Regions from separate parts of the Triticum aestivum genome. Here region 1 is linked to region 2. Evidence: chromatin contacts called from public Hi-C data. All regions are on one chromosome and are shown on one strand. The core of a region is the stretch at or near the end of the contact, and the rest is flanking DNA. Distances in the headings are between cores, read along the strand shown. Region 1 holds the start of LOC123138447 (triacylglycerol lipase OBL1). Region 2 holds the start of LOC123138445.

What was found. A called contact is a pair of places that touch in the nucleus more often than the background predicts.
Region 1: a Hi-C map of leaf shows a contact between it and region 2, with 5 times the contacts expected there. The contact joins the promoter of LOC123138447 here to the promoter of LOC123138445 in region 2. A contact is called at or near these places in 3 of 5 Hi-C or Micro-C datasets (all in leaf) and 1 of 1 datasets of contacts at active chromatin or transcription factors (leaf).

Annotation. Positions count from the first base shown.
Region 1 is chr6B:642,477,168-642,479,867 of IWGSC CS RefSeq v2.1, reverse strand. It overlaps LOC123138447 (triacylglycerol lipase OBL1), which reads right to left and starts at 1,432. Exons shown (of 4, transcript XM_044558424.1): 1 at 850-1,432. The coding sequence starts at 1,186.
Region 2 is chr6B:642,215,154-642,217,853 of IWGSC CS RefSeq v2.1, reverse strand. It overlaps LOC123138445, which reads right to left and starts at 1,295. Exons shown (of 2, transcript XM_044558422.1): 1 at 1-1,295. The coding sequence starts at 1,142.

The DNA of each region.
Region 1 (2,700 bases), core at 183-2,682, 260 kb before region 2:
GCAATAATTCTCAGAACTGGTGCTCAATCAATCAATTATAGGGTTTGTCCTCTTCAGGACGCAATCGTCAACATTTTGAACAGTAAGCTGGACTGCTACAGCAGAACATTATCATTCAGTTTTAAGTATGAAAAACGACCTTTTATCAGTTTTTAGAAAACGACTTGTAATTTCTGCTTTTATGGTGGGCAGTCTCTAGTCAAAGACTAGTCCTGAAAATATGTGTTCTTAGTTCGTTGAAGAATCAGCGGTTCAGCGGCACACAAGATATATATTAGCGGCGTCCATCATGTCAAAATCCAACATACTCCCTCAGTTTCTGTTTTGATAACTACGTATGACTTTACACCCGCTTACCAAGAGCTATTCTTTTTAGAAAAATAGGGAGTGATCCCCGGCTCCATGAACCAGAATGAAACCACGAGTAACCATATATACCAAGAGTACTAAAATAAGCATGAACTCATAAAGCTGCAAGGAGATATTAGTAGCTAGCTTGGTGTATCGAGACAGTATTCCTTTTCTTAATTTGCATGGAGTAGCGTCAAATTAATATGCAAGTTAGGTAGGTTGGTTGATCGCATCACTGCAGGTAATTGGAACTGCATCATACGATCGCACGAGGTCGGGAATGAATGTTCTTTTTATTTTTTTGCGGGGTAGGGAATGAATGTTCATGTCCAGTTATCCACCCTCTCCGGAACAAGACCAGCGGAGCAGAGTAGTTGAAGGCGAAAGCACCATAAATGCAACCAATCCGTGCGGTCAAGAGAACAGACAGTTGGATACGATCGAGCACGTCCTTCCACGGGACGACCGGTCGATGTCGATGACTGATGAAGAACGTACCATGCAGGGCGTTGGCGAGGAGCGGGAGGACGCCGCCGCCGTTCTCGTTGAGGAGGTTCATCCAGTACTCGGCCGCCCGCCCCAGCAGCGCCACGGGCCGCTTCGCCCACAGCAGCAGCATCTGCGCCACCAGCGACACGAAGACGGCCCACCGCCGCCGCGCCGACCCGATCTCCGTGCCCGCGGGGCAGTCCACGGCGTCGTTCTCGGCGACGTTGGGCGACCAGAGGAGGTGGACGAGGTCGCGCACCCCGCCCTTCTCCGGCCGCAGCTCCATGAAGTCGCCGTTGCAGAAGCCTCCTCCTCCGCCGTAGACGCCATCGCCGTCGGAGGCCATGCCTAACGTCGTCGGCTCGACCGGAGCCGAGGACCTATCGATCGATGGTGCGTAGGAAGGTGGGACGCGCGCGCGGTTGAACTGGTTGCCGTTCCGGCACGTCGGAGCACGGAGGGTGTATATATAGAAGGGAAGTAAAGTAAGGTGGCAGATGGATGGAATTAATTACCGGACCATTTTTTATGGGAAACCGGACTGGTCAATCCATATCCTCGTTCAATAAATATGGGACCATTATATTGCGAGAAATGGGCAGCTAGGTGCATGGTCTGGCCGTGTTGCAAAAACCACACAATGTTATGAAAGCAAAAGAGGTTATATATCATTGTCCATGTCCATTATCATTGCCGACGTATAATTGGACGTACACTGGCTGTCAGAGGTACACACGAACACGATGGTGATAATGGAGTACAGCCTTTGACTGGACGCGGACGCGAGGACGCAGCAAATGGATGGATGCGCATGGAAGCAAGAGCATGGGAGTGGAAAGCTTATGCTTGGAAGCCACCTCCATGTCCACGAATATCAAGCTAGCTAGCGGCTCTTGCTTGATTCCTTCACTGGTTGTTACGTGAGAGTTGGTACATGGAGTGATGAATGATCGATGGGAATGTGGTCATTGTGGTGGGGCATGCATAGCCATGGCGAGCTAAGCTACCATTATATGCGCCTCTCCTTGGCGTGCAATTCGCGGGCTCCTGATACGGAGAACATTTCGTCAGAGGTGGTGTGCGTGGAGAAGGCCGTGGGAATGGGGAAAGATTTGTTGAGTCGGTATATACAAAAAGTTTCTAAGATATTTTTGTTACGCTTGTAGTTGTACTCCCTCTGGCCGGAAATACTTATCATCAAAATAAATAAAAAGAGATGTATCTAAAACTAAAATATATTTAGATTCATCCCCTTTTATCCAGTTTGATGAGAAGTATTTTCGGACGGAGGGAGTAGTAGTAGATATTAAGAACACGTTTGGTTTGGGTCATGATTAACATCGTCACAACTAGCTATGGAAGAAATGTCCCTCGCATGCAAAGTAGGATGAACAAGATGGCCACCGCAAACGTAGCAGATTGGCGAAGGATGCTTGAGTGCCCGCCTAAGGCTTGGCCGCGTGAGAGTGCCCTCCGCGACGTCCATTTTGCGTTTGCCTCGTGCCGCTGGCTCCCTGGGGAGTTTTGCGCCGTTCGATCTGCCCGGGCGCACGACAGCCCACCGTCTTTCCGGGGTCCATGACATGTGGGCCACGCGTGCGACCCAGGACACCTCTCTGTAGTGGGTTTCGTCGCGCCCACGTGCGCCTTCTCGCGCGCTGCCCCACGCGAGATGGGGAGGCTGGGTCACGTCAGCATCCGCAAGCGCCAGCTGCGGCCGGGTTGGTTCGCTCGCGCCAATGTAGTGGTCCTTATGGACCACTTACTCGCAAGCATGAGGTATTAGGTCGATGGTGATTTGCTAGGCGACGCGCTGCGCGTCGACGACAACCTTGAGGTGGATGTTCTCCGGTGCAACGG
Region 2 (2,700 bases), core at 46-2,545:
CGCTTCCAGTTGAGCATCTCGACGGCGCGCTCAATGGAGCGCGGGTTGGTGCCGAGCTTGCGCAGCGTGTCGCGCGCGGAGCCCTTGCTGGTGGTCAGCTGCTGCAGGATGCGGACGCCGATGAGCTGCTCGTCGAGGAAGTCGGAGAGGATGAGGTCCTCGGCGAAGGTGACGAGGTCCATCTTGATGCCGTCGAAGATGCTGCCGTCGATGCACTGCGAGTAGGCGTCGTAGAAGAAGCGCTTGAGGGAGACGAGGCCGTAGGGGCCGAGCTCGCACTCGGCGCTCACCTGGTCGAGCAGCCTGCAGACGGACATCTTCCACGTCCAGTAGGCCTTCTCCAGCAGGAAGAGCGACGCCTCCAGCAGCGCCAGGGCGTAGAAGAGCAGCAGCGCCGGCCGCATGTTCTTGGCCTCGTCGAAATCCTGGTTATTCCAGAGCCGCGTCACCGAGAGCGCGACGCAGGCGAGCGCCGAGAGCACCTGCAGCCAGTTGAGCAGCCTGCCGATCTTCTTGGACACGAAGACCCAGCCGGTGTAGGGGAGCAGCGGCACGTCGGGGGCGTGCCAGGTGCGCTGCTTCATCAGGGCCACGATCTGGCGCTGGAAGAGCGCCGCCCTGGCGCGCGCGTCGCCGCCGCCGCTGCCGCCGTCCCCGAGCGCCGCGGCCGTCTGCGGCTCGGCGATGGCGTGCGCGAGGCGGCGGAAGAAGCGCGAGCTGGAGCGCAGCGCGTTGCCGGCCGTGGAGGTGAGGGTGGCGTGGTGCTGCCACTCCAGCTCGTGGCTGCGGCTGAAGACGCGCGCCGCCTCGCTGACGAGGATGACGGTGATGCACCAGAAGTCGGTGATTTTGAGGTCGCTGGCGAAGCCGCCGAGCAGCACGACGGTGGCCCACGCGAAGTCGAGCTTGCCGAGCCCGCTGGCCGCCTTCTCGAGGACGGCGAGCCGGAGCGCGAAGAGCGTGAGGCGCTTCTCGGGAGGCTCCCGGCCGCCGCCCCGGCCCGAGCTGCCGTGGCCGCTGCCGCTGCCCGGCGTCATCTCCCGCCACGGCTCGGAGAAGGATATGGAGCCGCCGCCCCCGCTGCCCAGGCCGCCGCCGACCCGGTGCTGGACGATCTCGATGCTCGGCGGGTTCTTCTTCATGGCGCCGTCGTCTTACCTTGGTTGGACTTCGTGGAGGAGCTTCACGGATGGGAAGCCAGGGCAGGAGATGGCGTTGGATTTGAAGCGAATGCTTGCAAAGACGAGCTGGAGAACGTTTCTACTTCCACAGGTCGACGTACTACGTGGAACAGTTTGGCTGGGTCAACGGTCAACACATGAAGAGATGAAGGCTACTAGTAGTAGTACATGAGGACGTGGAAGCAGAAGGCGCGAAGTGGCCCATGATTGGGTGTCCGGACGTGGCGAGGACGACGGCGACATGATCGGCATATTATTCCATTCCACCGAGCTTTGTGGTTGGGTGCAAGAAACAATCTCTGTCTATCTGACTTGTATGCATCCATGGGAACAACAACAACAACAATGTTGAGAGAGGAAGGTAGATGGGAATCTTCTTGTTGCGCAGATAAAACTCGGGTGATCGAGTGCCGGAGAATCAGCGTACGAGCGAGCGTCGTAAAAAAGGACACAGACCAATCGAAACGGGGGGAGGGAGCGTCGAAGACGACGGCGGTGCGGACGGGTGGTGGCCCGGCCGCCAGCTTACTGACGTTGCCGTGCAAGCAAACGGCAGACTGCGATCGCATCAGCATCAATTCCTCCGTCGGCCCGCCCGGCCCGGGTCGATCTTCTTCTGTGACAACGGGAACGCAGGGGCAACGGAAACCGATTTCTTCAACAAGTCTGTAGCCGCCGCACCTCTCTTTCCTCCTTTCCACAAATTACGTGTCAGCGTGAAAGCGCAGCCACGGACGCTGGCGCCCGCCACAACTCATCAACATATGCTTTTTTTTTCCTACTAACTTAAACGTAGTTGATGGAATTGAGGCGAATCAGAGACAGATGCTTGCGTACAACGTCCATAAGATTTATTTGTTTTTTGACGAGTTGAAATGTTCATATGATTTTGGGCAAGTGAGGGAGTAAGACAATGAAGGAACTCTATCTTGATTTGGTCTGACGGCAACGGTTAAGTACTACTAGTACGACGTAGTACGTGCAGAGAATTTCATGTCCGGGACGTGGTCACCACAGCGACACAAATTTGCCATATTTTCACAAGACATAGTTTATGCCCCCGATCGAACTGCAGATGCAGAGCCGTGTTCGCGGAAGCATCAAGCACGCGTGGGTTAAAACGGGGACGCAGGTGGTCACGACTTGCCGGCGCTCCTACTGTGTCTGTGGAACGTTGGCGTGCAAGAAAACTGGCCCGAGCGCGCGGAGGAAACAATACCACGTCCATGCTACATGCCCCATGCGGACTCGTCTGACCACGCCTATGCAGCGCGCGCATGGCCAGCAGGAGACCAACAGGTTACGTGGCTACGACGTGATGACTATGACACACGCCTAGAGACCAATCGCGCTGAGCATTTTTCTTCTCCTTTTCCTTCCACTTTGATACTCTGCAGGTCAATTCACCTGACTCCGCGAGACTACCCATCTCAAACTTAATCCAATCCAACCTGTGCTTGGGTTGGATGAAGTGCCGGAGCTTCAACGAGATTAGAGAAAGGGCTAAGAGCATCTCCGA